Linked DNA regions of Macaca mulatta: region 2 is linked to region 1. The links are chromatin contacts, called in public Hi-C maps. All regions are on one chromosome and are shown on one strand. The core of a region is the stretch at or near the end of the contact, and the rest is flanking DNA. Distances in the headings are between cores, read along the strand shown. Region 1 overlaps ARHGEF28 (Rho guanine nucleotide exchange factor 28). Region 2 holds the start of ENC1 (ectodermal-neural cortex 1).

Region 1 (6,531 bases), core at 1,807-4,306:
ATATAGTATGATGTGTGTGTATATATACATTTTTTTCACTAAGTTTATTCATAGTTCTCTTTACTGCTATTATGAATACATTTTTTTTTTTCATTTTGTGTCCCCAATGGTTGTTGCTAATATAAATAAAAGTATTGATTTGGGGTACTTATATTGTAACTGGCCAACTCATTGAACTTTATTTTTCATTTTAATAGTTTTTCCATTGATTTTTTGAAGTATTCCAGGTAGAAAATAAAAATTAGAAAGTAATGATATTATGGCTATTTGTCAATAATTACATGAATTTCATTTTCTTGGCTTACTGCTTAGGCTAGGACTTTTAAAAATGTGTTAAATAATAGTGGTGATAGCAAGCTCTTTGTCTTGCTCAAGATTTAGTGAGAATGCTTTTAGTGTCTTGGGCTAGAGGTGCGGTTCTGGGGTTGATGTTCTTAGAAATCAATGTATCATGTAAGACAAATAATCTTTATTTTAAATGTCAGCTGAGAAGGGATACAGTTTGAGCAGCAGCCATTAACTTGGGGGATGAAAACATTGAGCATTCTGGCTGGTGTTGCCTGATGAAAACACTCACAGGTCATGTGTCTTCTTTTCAACCCTGAGTGCAGCTCTGTGTAGATTCAAGGTCCAGAAAAGCTTGATCACCTGAATGACCTAATTTTTGCAACACATTAGGTTAAAGCAACATGGGAAATATCAAAGTCTACAGTGAATTCTCCTAACCTAACCAGAGCTTCTGAGCTGGTCCAAGGCCATGGGCTTTGAAAGATTTCTGTTCATGGCACAGTCGTCTTTTTTGAAGCTGAATGTCTTATACGTGACTGAAGTTTTTATATAAACAATTTTGAATCAGGTGGAATGAAATTTGATCCCTGTATTAGGAAAATAGAGTTATAAATGAGGCATAGACAGGGCAAAAAGGAAAAGACACAGATATTCTAGCAAAGTAAAGTTAAGCGAGTGAATTGGGAATTTCCCTAAACTTGAAAAGCAAGTGCTGTTCTCTGTCCTAAATATAAATGTAAACTTTAAGTGTGAAGATTATTCATTTAGCTTTAAATGAATATTTAAATTTAGATGAATATCCAATCTTCAGATTCCACCTCTATACAAGGGAAAAGAATGGCCTTATCCCAAATGTTAGATAGACATGAAGAGTACCTCACAGCAGCACTTAATTACTATAACTGTAACCCTTACGTGAGCGTTGTTGTGGTAGTTTTGACCTAGAAAGTATTGGATTTTTGTTTGTCTTACCATACTGTCCCTTAGGATTTATTAGAGTTAAGTGGTGATGTAAAGTCTACAATTTTATTTAGCCAGATCAACAGAGTCCTAAGTGGTTTATTGCATGCTCATTATTTCATATTTAAAGATCATAGTAATTAATACCTATTCTGAATGATAATCATTGTTTTATTTATAACAACTCCCAAAAGCCACTAACTAGTCATGTGTCTGAAATTTTAAAGATTAATTTCCAAATTTAAAAATATGAATTTTCTTTCAAAAGGCCCCAGTGAATACATTTTTGAGTCGTATTCCAAGACAAGTATGAATTTAAAATATACCTTAGTTCTTTAACTTTCAAAAGTATAGGAAACTGCTGAGCTGACAAAGAACTTATGGTCAAATCCCCATCTTCCCAATATCTGTTATATGGACAGTTTAAAAAATTCTGAGGAAGGAAAAATGTGAATTTATCCCTAGGAGAGTAATGATTTCTCATATGGAGTCAAAACATACACACATACCCAGTATGTGTCCATTTTCAATTTGTCCCTTCTGTTCTGCTTTGCACTCTAAATGGGAACTTTTAAAATTAAAAGCTTCCAAGGGCATTCACAGAGATCTTTTTGGTTTTGTGGAATCTTTCCAAATCTTGGTAATTATTTCCTGTGATGTTGCCAAACTTTTCATAGGCAGATACCGTAACTCAAAATGTTTTTTTAATCTGGTTGGTAATGTCCTCTGGGCTTTAGAGTATCTATTTTCCCTTCATCATTTCAGCCTCCTGTTAGCGATCTATTAAACAAATAAATTTCAGCTTAGTTTTTGTGTGCATGACCTTCCTGCTATAATACAAAGATGTAACAGTAATGAGACTAGCTTTAGCCACTTACGTATCTCCTAAAAATGGTATTAACTGCTATTCTCAGGCATTATGTTATAAAAACATTATTTACCAAAAGTCTCCAAATAGTTGATTTTTATTTTTATGTCTTTGTAATGCAATGTAGCTCAAGTAATTTCTGGTTTGGGACTCAAAGAAAGGATACTACTAGGTTTATGTGGATTCTTAAGTTCTCATGAACGATTGACTAGGGAGACCTCAGCAAGAGAGTGAGATGTAGAACAGGAATGCACAGCCTTGTGAATTTACATGCCGAGTTCGTATTCGGGAGACTGGCTTAACTATCACCCAACAACCAGCACCAAATTACCTTTCCATAGGAGAGGATGATACAGCTTTTGGGCTTTGTTTCTTTTCTCTATGAATTCACAGGTCATACCCCTAGGACATATGTAGACAAGCCTCTGTGGAATGCCACAAATCTTGCCTTTGGAGGTAACTTAGGAAAAGGCCAGAAATATTAAGAGAAATGAGTTCGGGCCTGCGTTTTGTGTTTCGAGGTAGTTCCAGCGGAAAGCGTAAACAATAACAATGGAAGCCTGTGTTTGATTATTTTTCCTCTGTCTGCTCTGACAGGCCGCCTTGACCATTCAGGACAGCCACATTGAGATCCACAGGCTGGTTCTCGAGCAGCAGGAGGGCCTGTCTCTCGGCCACTCTGTCCTCCGAGGCGGCCCTTTGCAGGACCAGAAGTCCCGCGACGCGGACAGGCAGCATGAGGAGCTGGCCAACGTGCATCAGCTCCAGCACCAGCTCCAGCAGGAGCAGCGGCGCTGGCTCCGCAGGTGTGACCAGCAGCAGCGGGCGCAGGCGGCCAAGGAGAGCTGGCTGCAGGAGCGGGAGCGGGAGTGCCAGTCGCAGGAGGAGCTGCTGCTGCGGAGCCGTGGGGAGCTGGACCTCCAGCTCCAGGAGTATCAGCACAGCCTGGAGCGGCTGAGGGAGGGCCAGCGCCTGGTAGAGAGGGAGCGGGCGAGGATGCAGGCCCAGCAGAGCCTGCTGAGCCACTGGAAGCACGGCCGGCAGAGGAGCCTGCCCGCGGTGTTCCTTCCAGGTGGCCCCGAGGTATGGACCTTCTAGGGTGCTGTGAGGCAGCCTCTCAAAGACAGGGCTGGGCCTGGGGGTTCCTAGGACACTAACCACACATCTGTCATTTTGGTTTTTGTGTAAGACCTCATGAGGATTTCTCAATTTGTAGGTAGCCAAAGCGGGAAGCTTTCAGAGACAGTACATATCCATGTTGACTTAAAATATGGATGGTGTGGGCCAAGCGCGGTGGCTCACGCCTGTAATCCCAGCACTTTGGGAGGCCGAGGCGGGCAGATCACCTGAGATTGGGAGTTCGAAACCAGCCTGGCCAACATGGTGAAACCTGGTGTCTACTAAAAATACAAAAATTAGCTGGGCTTGGTGGGGGGGCGCCTGTAATCCCAGCTACTCAGGAGGCTGAGGCAGAAGAATCGCTTGAACCCATGAGGCAGAGGTTGCATTGAGCCGAGATTGCGCCATTGCACTCCAGCCTGGGTGACAAGAGTGAAACTCCGTTTCAAAAAAAATGGACAGTGTAAGGGCCCAGGTCCTATGGGATCACTGCACTCTGCCTGAGATGCCCTTACCTAAGGAACAAACATAGAATCTAGTTGTCCTAGAAAGGCCCAAGTGGGTTTGTCCTGGAGTCACACTCACCGTGAGCTTGCTCTTTCCCAGTATTTGAAGGACTGTCTTTATATGATCTGTCTTAAGAGTTCTATGTAGAAGTAGCTTTTAGAAGATCAATTAACTATTAATAAATACTATAGGCACTGAATTTAGCAAGTATAATACTATTCTGTTATGCCGAGCTTATTCTCTCTTTGTAAATTTGATATAGTAAATTCAAAATCCATTTCACTAGTAAGAGTTATTTATTTGCATCTTTTCTAACCATGCTTGACAATCCCATTGGTCCCAGGAGTTTATTTTCCTGTGTTATGAGCATGTATGTTTTTTTATTGATAGTGCATGAAGTTGTAGAAGTTGATAAGCTTACAAGATCTCTGTTGCAATCTGTTTTTCCTTTTAAGTTGGCTAAATTATGTTTATTGCTAACTCCTCATGTATATATGGATATGTTTTCAACTTTTTTATTTAGCAAAAGTAAAAAATGCTGCTTTCTCTGATTAAAATAAAGTGGAAACACTTTAATGTCATAGAACGCCACTCTCGCCACTCTTTTTTTTTTTTTTTTTTTTTTTTTTGTTAAAGACATGCCATGCATAACAAATTGAAGTTTTTGGTACTAGCTCATTAAAAGAGGATGGGGTGGGGGGAGAAAAGAAGTGGTAATCTTGACCTTACTTTTACTGAAATCTTGATTCCTAAGATTCTCTCAGGAATAAATACTTTATGAAACTTGTATAAGTTAGAAAAATTATTGTACTTTTCCTCTGTTTCTTTCCATAGGTAATGGAACTTAATCGATCTGAGAGTTTGTGTCATGAAAACTCATTCTTCATCAATGAAGCTTTAGTACAAATGTCATTTAACACTTTCAACAAACCGAATCCATCAGTTATACATCAGGATGCCACTTACCCCACAACTCGATCTCCTTCTGACTTGGTAAGGACTAGTGAAAATCAAGTAGACCTCAAGATGGACCCTTCTCAGCCTTCGAATGTCAGTCACGAACTGTGGACAGCCGCCGCTGGGTCCAGCCATCAGATACTTCCTTTCCACGAAAGCAGCAAGGATTCTTGTAAAAATGGTAATTAACACTTTAAATGTCATCTGTATAGTTTGAACAAGAAGTTGTCCCTCTGAACGGTTGGCTCTTGTGTAGAGTGCATCAAAGTCCTCCCTAGCATGGGAATAAATTGGTACTGATGAGCTGGAGTTTGCGGCATTCACTTTTCTTTGGAGAAGTCTGGGGACGGCCTTTGCTTGTAAGTTACCTAGACAAGTGAGACTATGGTCATAGGGCTTAGCGAATGCTCACAACATGTAAGAACCAGACAGGATTTTTAGATATGTGGGTTAAAATGATAATGTCCTCTTAAAAGTAAAGCAACTTGGTATTTACTCCCCACTATTGTGGACCCCACTACATCCTGAAACACCTACGTTGACACTCAGAAATAAAAGATACCAACAGGGTTGGTAGTGGCACTTTATCAGGGCAATTTCCTGTAACATTAGTGAAATCTTCTGTACTGCTGTTAAACACCCAAAATGAAACTGTTAACATCATTTGTCATTGTAAAAAAAAAGAAAAAAAAAAGAAAAAAAAAAAAAGGTGTTGTCTCTCCACAAGTACCTCATAATAACACAATTTGCTAATCCCATTAAAGCATTTGCCAAGTATAAATGAAAGGCAGCTCGTGTTACCAGCTCTACATGAATCCGAATGATTTAAATCTATGTCTATTATAAATTGTTTTCTGTGGGACATGAGGTAGGGAATGAGAAGAACTTGAAACCTCTCTACTGAAAAACAGATGGTATGCAATAGAATAAACAAATGGCTGGCCACATGGATATGAAATAAATCACCCACAGCAAAATGTTTCAGAAACATAAAACAAGCAGTAGTATAGAAGTCTTCAGAACTGGATACAGATTTGTTTCTATGCTTAATATATATTCTTAGATTGTCAGTTGGAGGATAATTTTTCAGCAACAAAAAAGAAGGTATTTGGCTTCCCCCAATTCAAGAGTAATAATTCTGACACTGCTTATAAGTTGATTTATTACTGATCCAAAAGATGTTGATTCTTACTGGTGACTAATTCTTTACATTACTTAAGTCACTGTGGTAACATTCTTATTTCTTGTCAGCATATAGGAGAGAATGAAATAGTTTTTTAAAGTATTGTTTCAAATATTCTTTAGATAAAGAAAAAATATGATGGAATAGTTCAGACTAAATAAAAGGTCAAGCAAAATTTAGAAAATGTAACTTCTTTAATATATTATCTTGCAACTTTACTACAATAGAGAGCACATTGCAGAATGCTTTTTCTAAGCACATATTGCTTTGCTGTGTTGATCCATTAACCTGCTATTTACAGTGCTTCCTGTGTTTTTGTCAGCATGGTTTTACATACTGGCTTTGGTATAATTCCAAAACTCAGTTTGAGTTAAACCACATTCAGCTTTTGTTTAAAAGAAGCATGTCTCTTTTACTTTTTGTGTATCTCCCATCTTTTTCTATTGACTTGTGCTTCAAAGTAAAAACTTTTTAAACCATTTGGCAGCATACTTGCAGTAGATAGAAAATGTACTAAGGAAATAAACAGTGATTATATACAAAACCAGTCTATCCACATGTAAGGAATTAGAGCCAAAGGAAATGCTGAGAAATGTACTTATGCTTAAGAAATTGTATGTCCAGAGTAGGCCAAGGACACTCAGGACAT
Region 2 (6,531 bases), core at 2,850-5,349, 730 kb after region 1:
AGTTGACCATGCCACCTACTATTCTAGAATAGTGTATGGCCATTCCAGGACAAAGCCAGAGACAGCTACCCAGAAGGAAAGATATTCACTGTAATACTGTTGAGCTATTTGAACTCTGCACCATTTAAAAAAAAAAAAATCACTGCATAAAAAGCAGGTTCATCTTGGAAAACCTGATTGCCAACTTTCAGGCCATTGAAGTCTTTTAGAATATAAGTCAGCAAAAGCCAAGAGTGAGGTCTCATTCTCACAGCTCCCTGTCGTAGTCCAGCTGATTCACTGCGGGCCACTTAAAATGCCAGGTCTCCTGCTCTCATAATGCCAGGATGGGCACTGGCTTTCATGCCTCATGCAACATAAAGCCATGTGTAAAACAAACACCTAATAATTAATTCCATTAAGAATTCCTTTGGTAAGACCCAATCTCCCGGCACATACAGTAAATGGGAAATGTAAGGCCAACTTCTGCAACGATCAGACCTTTATTTAAATGTTACAGATAATGTATTTCATTTTATACATATTTTTGAGACCAAGTCTCGCTCTGTCACCCAGGCTTGAGTGCAGTGGTGCAATCACAGTTCACTGCAGCCTCGAACTCCTGGACTCAAGTGATCCTCCTGCCTCGGCCTTCCGAGTAGCTGGCACTAAAGGTGTGCACCACCAAACCCAGATAATTTTTTGTATTTTTTGTAGAGACAGGGTCTCAAACTCCTGCTCCTCCCACCTCGGCATCCCAAGTTAAAGATTAATTTCTAACCACACAGCTCTACCACTGAGGAGTCCTAAAAGCACCCCAATTTGAATACCCATATATTGATCAGCAAGCCTTTAGTCAAAGCACGGAATAAATTCTGGCCATAATCACCAACTACCTGTCTTGCTCTGGACAGCTTCCAATGTGAGGATTTGGCACATAAAAAGAAGAATATTTTGAGTAGCATACTCATGACTGCTGTTTTCTGTTCTTCCCGCTTTATATCAATTCTTGGAAAACCATTTGCAAGAACAAAAGATCCACCCCTGTCTTTTGATTAAATAGTGCATCACCAGGACTGTTCCTATATATCTGCAAATGCTGGCACCTGCATAGAGGGAGTTCAAAATGCAAACACTGCTTTATTTAAATCAAAAAATACGTGTCTCTCTCTGTGTGTGTGTGTGTGTGTGTGTGTGTGTGTGTGTATTTTGCCAGCTGTTGTTCATTTAGGACCACCCCAGAATTTATTTGCTGACTACAGTGCTTTCCTCAGTATCTACAATGAAATTATAGTAGAATCTAATGCTATCTTTTGGCTTTCTTCAGTAAGAAAACAGTAGGCTAGAGACATAGGAAATGCTTGTCATCCATCTTCAAAAACTGAATCACATGCCTTCATCCTTTTCTTTCATACCACCCCTCTGTTACTTCAAAGGAATGAAGTCCTCAAGAAGCTGCCTGTCCAAGGATTCCTAAGGAAGCTGTTTATCCCGTTGTTTATCCCCAGAGGGTAAACTGTGTGGCTGGTTACAGTATCTGTTCCAGACACAGAACAGCCAGTCCTGAAAGCGCAGCTGAAACTCTGTTTCCTTTAACCATTCAGATATTTTTAAATTTACATTCTAAGAATTATTAATAAATGCAAATGAATGATTTGCCACAGATTCATGGGCTAAAATACTAACTTGCACCTCCCCAACCAGATGTGAGCCCCGCTGTGAGACTGCACAGAAAACCACAAAGGCAGGGGCAGGACACATATACCTCACGCCATTAGGTGATGCAACTAGTTTTCTTTCCTTTTTGGAATGTAATTTTTTATGATGAGTAAACATGGCTTAGTGGAAGAAAGGAAGCAACAAAGTCCTAGAGCTACAGTGTTAGGAAGACTTTACAAAGCACCCAGTAATCTCCACAGTGACTTGGGATATAAAAAATGGTGAGGAGCCAGCCTCACTCCCACCTCAGGCTAAGTGTCTACTGTCTACTCCATTCTAACCAATGCCCAGTGTTCTGGAAAATGACCATGTGAACCTAGGGGAATGCATCAGGTTTCCAAAGGGTTAAAACATCCATTAGCATTCTCAATGCTCCACCACTGTAGTTGTTATTTTAATTAGTACATTCAGTCTGAAGTATTTGGAGGAAGACTTTAAGTCTAAACCTGGATAGACTGTCTACATCCTCCTATGAAGCTACTGCCTCTCAGGCGAAGAGCAAATGCTGCCCTGACTGAAGGAATAATGAGGTTCCCTGAAACTAGGTGCACAGACACCAAAATGCTTACACGTTGAGCTGGAATCATGCTGGGCCCAGAACACATTTCCCTGAACATTAGATTCAGGATGGTGCAAAACAACATTCACAACCAGACCTACAGCTAAGAAAACAATTTGTTTAGAAGACCTTAGGATATAGGATCTACATCTCTCCACATCCTGTGTTTATGCTCCTGTATGTTCCAGGCTGGCCCAACAAGCCAGAAGGAAGAGCCTAGCCTGTCATCTTGGATACCATCCAGATGGAAAAGCACGTCACAGCCAAAATCACAATCAACATTCTTGCAAAAATGTTTGATTAAAATAAAAAGTAAACTTGGAAACCCAAGGGGAAATACTTGCTTTCTGGTTTAAAAGTGTGCAAACTTCAAAATATCAGCAGAAACCACGTATACAAGTCACTGAACACACCTTCAACATAAAATGAATCATCTTTCCAGCATTTTTAAGCCCCCAGAGAAATCACATTTGCATATCAAGTAAGTGGCCAAGAAAATGCACACTTATACTTAATCTGCGTCTACAAAGAAGACAGAGAAAAGGGCTATTACTGTGAACATCAAAAGGGCTTCAGTTACAGTAACTTCAGTTCACTTCATGCTCCTAATTCAGGCTCTCTGCCTCCAATGCTTAGCGTCCCGCACGCTTCTCCAGGTTTTGAACCTGATCTCAATCCAATCAAAAGAGAAACTAGGCAGATTTTTTTCTGGGCATTTATATTACCGGTAACAACAGAACATTATAAAGATCTTGTTAACAAAAGTAGCTTCTTGCCAGAGTCTTTTTATTAACACTTGCAAAGCTATTTAACAAGCTGGCCATGCCTGTGTGACACCAAACTGCATGTGGATAAATTCAATGTTTCATCTCCCCGCCCAATTCCTGTCCTTTGTAACTAATAATGTTAACACGACAGATCAAGAAACTAGTTTTTCAGAAAACAGTTTTCATTCATTCTCTATAAGACATTTCCGCCGCAGTGAACATGCCCGCTCTCAGGGTGTCTGTGCGTGGCCCCAACTTTCCTCTGAGCCGGGAAGGATGCAACGTGGGCCAACGATTCCGCGCGCTCCGCCCTGGAGGCTGCGGGGAGCGACGCAGCGCGACATTCACCCCCAGGAAAGCGCTGCTTTCCGCGGAGGAGAGAGGCTGACTGTATCCTTAGCTCTGCTCCTCGCTTCCCCAGCGGCTCGCCCCGGACATTGCACCACCGGTCGACCTCTCTGGCGATGCCCGGCTCCTGCCTGCTGTGGAAGGGCAGCGGCGGGCACCATGGTCTCCGCACCTAGAAGAGTTCCCCCTGGCCTCAAGTGGAAGCTGCCGGCTGCCCGGAGCACGCTCACCCCTCGCGAACACACCCCTGCAGCCGAAGCAGCCCCTGAAGCCGGCAGCGCCTGCAACAGGTCCGGGGCAGTGGGGGAAACTTACAGCAGTGGCGACTGGCCGCAACGCACAACTGAGTTCTAGCGTCGGTCACGGGCAAGGAGGCGACGAATCGGTCGTCTCAGCCCCGGGAAGCGGTGGCGAATGCCCCGGAGAAAGGAGCGCCAGCCGGGGAGAGGACTGCGCCCCGAACGATGGCTCGCGGACTGGCTACCGCTGGCGTTCGCCTCTGCCTCTTGTCCCCACGCCGCGCACCCGGCGTCCAGGACCCGCAGAGCGTCTACCGGAGCGCGTCACCGGAGCGGAGAGCAAGCCTGCCACTGCAGGCGCCGCGGAAGGAGGCGGGCTGTGTGCTCGGGGGAGGGAGCTAGAAAGCGCCTTGTGCGCCGGCTGCCGCCAGGCGTCTGGACCCGGTCTCCGCAGCGCCACCGCCGCACCGCCTCCTCTCCGGCTGCCAGAGCAGTCTGCGCCCCGCCGCGGTGCGCCCCGCTATAAGTGGCGCGGCGGGGAGGGGAGGGGGCGCGTATGCAAAGAGACCGACACCGGGGGAGGGAGGAAGCGCATTAGCGCGGCCCGTGGTGTAGGAGGAGGAAGAGGAGGAGAAGGAGTGGGAGGAGGAGAGGAGCTGGGGAAGAGCGTGTCGGGGGAGTTAATCGGGAGAGGAAGCGGGAGAGGGGGGCTGCGGGGACTGCAGAGAGACAAAGCGGACGCGCTGTCTCAGCCGCTGGCAGCTGCAACCCCGGGAACCGAGAATAAAATAAGTTTTCCCGGGTTCGAGTGTGTCTGCGCCTCTCTGAGCCAGCCTGGTTAATGGACAGTCCCGGATCTGAGGGACGCACCTCAGGGGAGCGCAGCCCGGCGTTGTACGCTCGGTGATGCCAGAGCCCGCGCGATGCTCTAAAAAGGGCAGCAAGGGGCGAGCTGGATATCCACAGGACAAGCCCTGGGCACGCATAGATAGCTCCTTGGGTAGGACGCCCAGAGTGGGGAGAGATAGTGGCAATGGAAGGGCAAAAGTCTGAAAGCTTTGGGGACACTCGGGTTGAGCAAGCCAGGACTTTTAAGTTTCTTACTGGCAGAGAGCCAAAGAGACTCCAGCCCCAGGCATTTCCCATGTGTCCTCCCTCCCCATTCCCCAGCGGGTGCGGCACCCACGGCTGGACTCTGCCCTAAGCCAGGCGACTGCAGCGGCAGCCGGGGTGCAGTTCTGCGGGGCGCGCACCACGTGCTTTTCAGCCAATCGCCGCGGCCGCTTGATTCAAAGTGAACTCCTCAAAGCAGCAGCCACGCCACCTCCTCTCCTAGCGATAAAGCCTCCATCACCCTCTCCTGTTTTTTATCGCTCGGTGGTGGTAGTTTGGAGTTCAGTAAAGAAATGGCTCAGCGCACACACACGTTTAATAGCCCCGCGTGCCAGGAGAAAGGAAGGCGATTCGAAAAATAATCTCGCGTGGTGATCACTTTTACGAATCCCATTTATCTTTGCAACTAGAGACTTGTCTTTCCACTGGGAGCTAAAATGTCTGTTTTTTATTCGGTGTTTGGAATTAAGTGTATAAAGGAACGGGATAGATGACTGGTCCAGCTCCCTTGTTTTACAGGTGGGAAACCGAGGCCCAGGGAGATGTGAGTTGCCTGGCTCGTAGTCACTTAGCAACAGTGTCCCAGCTCTGCAGCTCGAGAGTGAGGGCCCCACGACAGAGTTAATTCCGTCCCCGGGTTCGCGCGTCCCCGAGCGCCCGCGCTTCGCCTCCCAGCTTGCTTTAAAACACTAGGTGCAGGAGCGGTTTAAACTGGCTACAGAGGACCCACCGTGGTGCTTCCAGAGTCCAGACTGCTGAAACCAAGACTGTCAGTTCTTCACTCTAATTTCACTTTCCTTTACCCTTGTTCCCTCCTGGTATTTGCGCCGAGAAATTTCGCTCCTTGCAAACAAAGAAAGACAGTGCCCTCTGAAGTCCTTTGTTAGCATTAACTCGGCAGCCTCACCACGAACCTTTCAATATATATATTTTTAATGCAGAGTCAGTCTCGGCTCGAGGCTGCTTCACAGACACAGCCCGGATCAATTCATGGCAAGAACCGCGAATGGAGAGTCAGGGGGGCTGCGAGGTTACAGAGCGCGGGCAAGCAGCACCCAGGTTCTGAAGCGAAGACCAGACAGATGGAAACTGCAGACTCCAGAGATAGGTGCTGAAAAGATGGGAGGTGGAAATGTGTAACTATTGCACATGTGTCTTTTTAAAACATGTTTCTGTGGCCTGTAGCAAGGTGTGGGGGAGCTCATCAAGGCAGCCACTAACGCACCTTTTAGACACCTTCTAGACCTGCTCTGTCTGCCTCCTTTGTGAGTCAAATCTACCTAAAACGGCACCTAGATGCCCTTGCCTAGAAATGGACTCTGTACATAGCTCAGCTGGTTGGTTGGAGATTTTGCCACTGGAAGCGACCGAACTAGGGACAGGTATGTATCTTTACTGCCTGGAAACTGCGGGATGTCCTTAACCAAGGGAACAGCAAAGTTCAGATCTCTTTGCGAAGAACTTTGCTAAGCAGGCAGGGCTGAGAAAGGAAAGAAATCCTCTGGCCATTGTATCACCATCCACTGGTGCCAGTTTCCTGTATCTTTTCTACCTAATGTTGCCACTTTCTATGCTTCAATAAAAGAAAGAAAAAAAGCTGTAGACTGGAAAATCTTGAAATGCATTCAGTGACCATATACATTCGCTTCATCTGCCTCGGGTAGACAAGCAACACAAGAGAAAAGACGTTAGCTTATGTAAGTTCTAAAATCTGGAAAACATTTTCCTGCTGAAAGTCACAAGAACTAAACTTGTAAGTTTGGAAATCATGTGTGCTACTGATGACCTCCTACAAACTGTACTCTGG

What was found. Hi-C and Micro-C count contacts between places; a contact is called where the count stands out from the background.
Region 2: a contact with region 1 is called in a Hi-C map of sperm, with 3 times the contacts expected there. The contact joins the promoter of ENC1 here to the enhancer-like site in region 1. A contact is called at or near these places in 9 of 14 Hi-C or Micro-C datasets (CD4 T cells, blood, fetal cortex germinal zone and 4 more).

The regions. Positions count from the first base shown.
Region 1 is chr6:80,289,470-80,296,000 of T2T-MMU8v2.0, forward strand. ARHGEF28 (Rho guanine nucleotide exchange factor 28) reads left to right here. Exons shown (of 36, transcript XM_078004863.1): 34 at 2,714-3,199; 35 at 4,577-4,880. Among named protein-coding and RNA genes, the nearest start is that of ARHGEF28, 280 kb to the left of the region's middle. Within about 2 kb of position 3,057, at least 3 of the 40 cell types and tissues checked have an H3K27ac peak or open chromatin away from gene starts, as enhancers often do.
Region 2 is chr6:81,022,949-81,029,479 of T2T-MMU8v2.0, forward strand. ENC1 (ectodermal-neural cortex 1) reads right to left here and starts at 4,100. Exons shown (of 3, transcript NM_001260583.1): 1 at 3,688-4,100.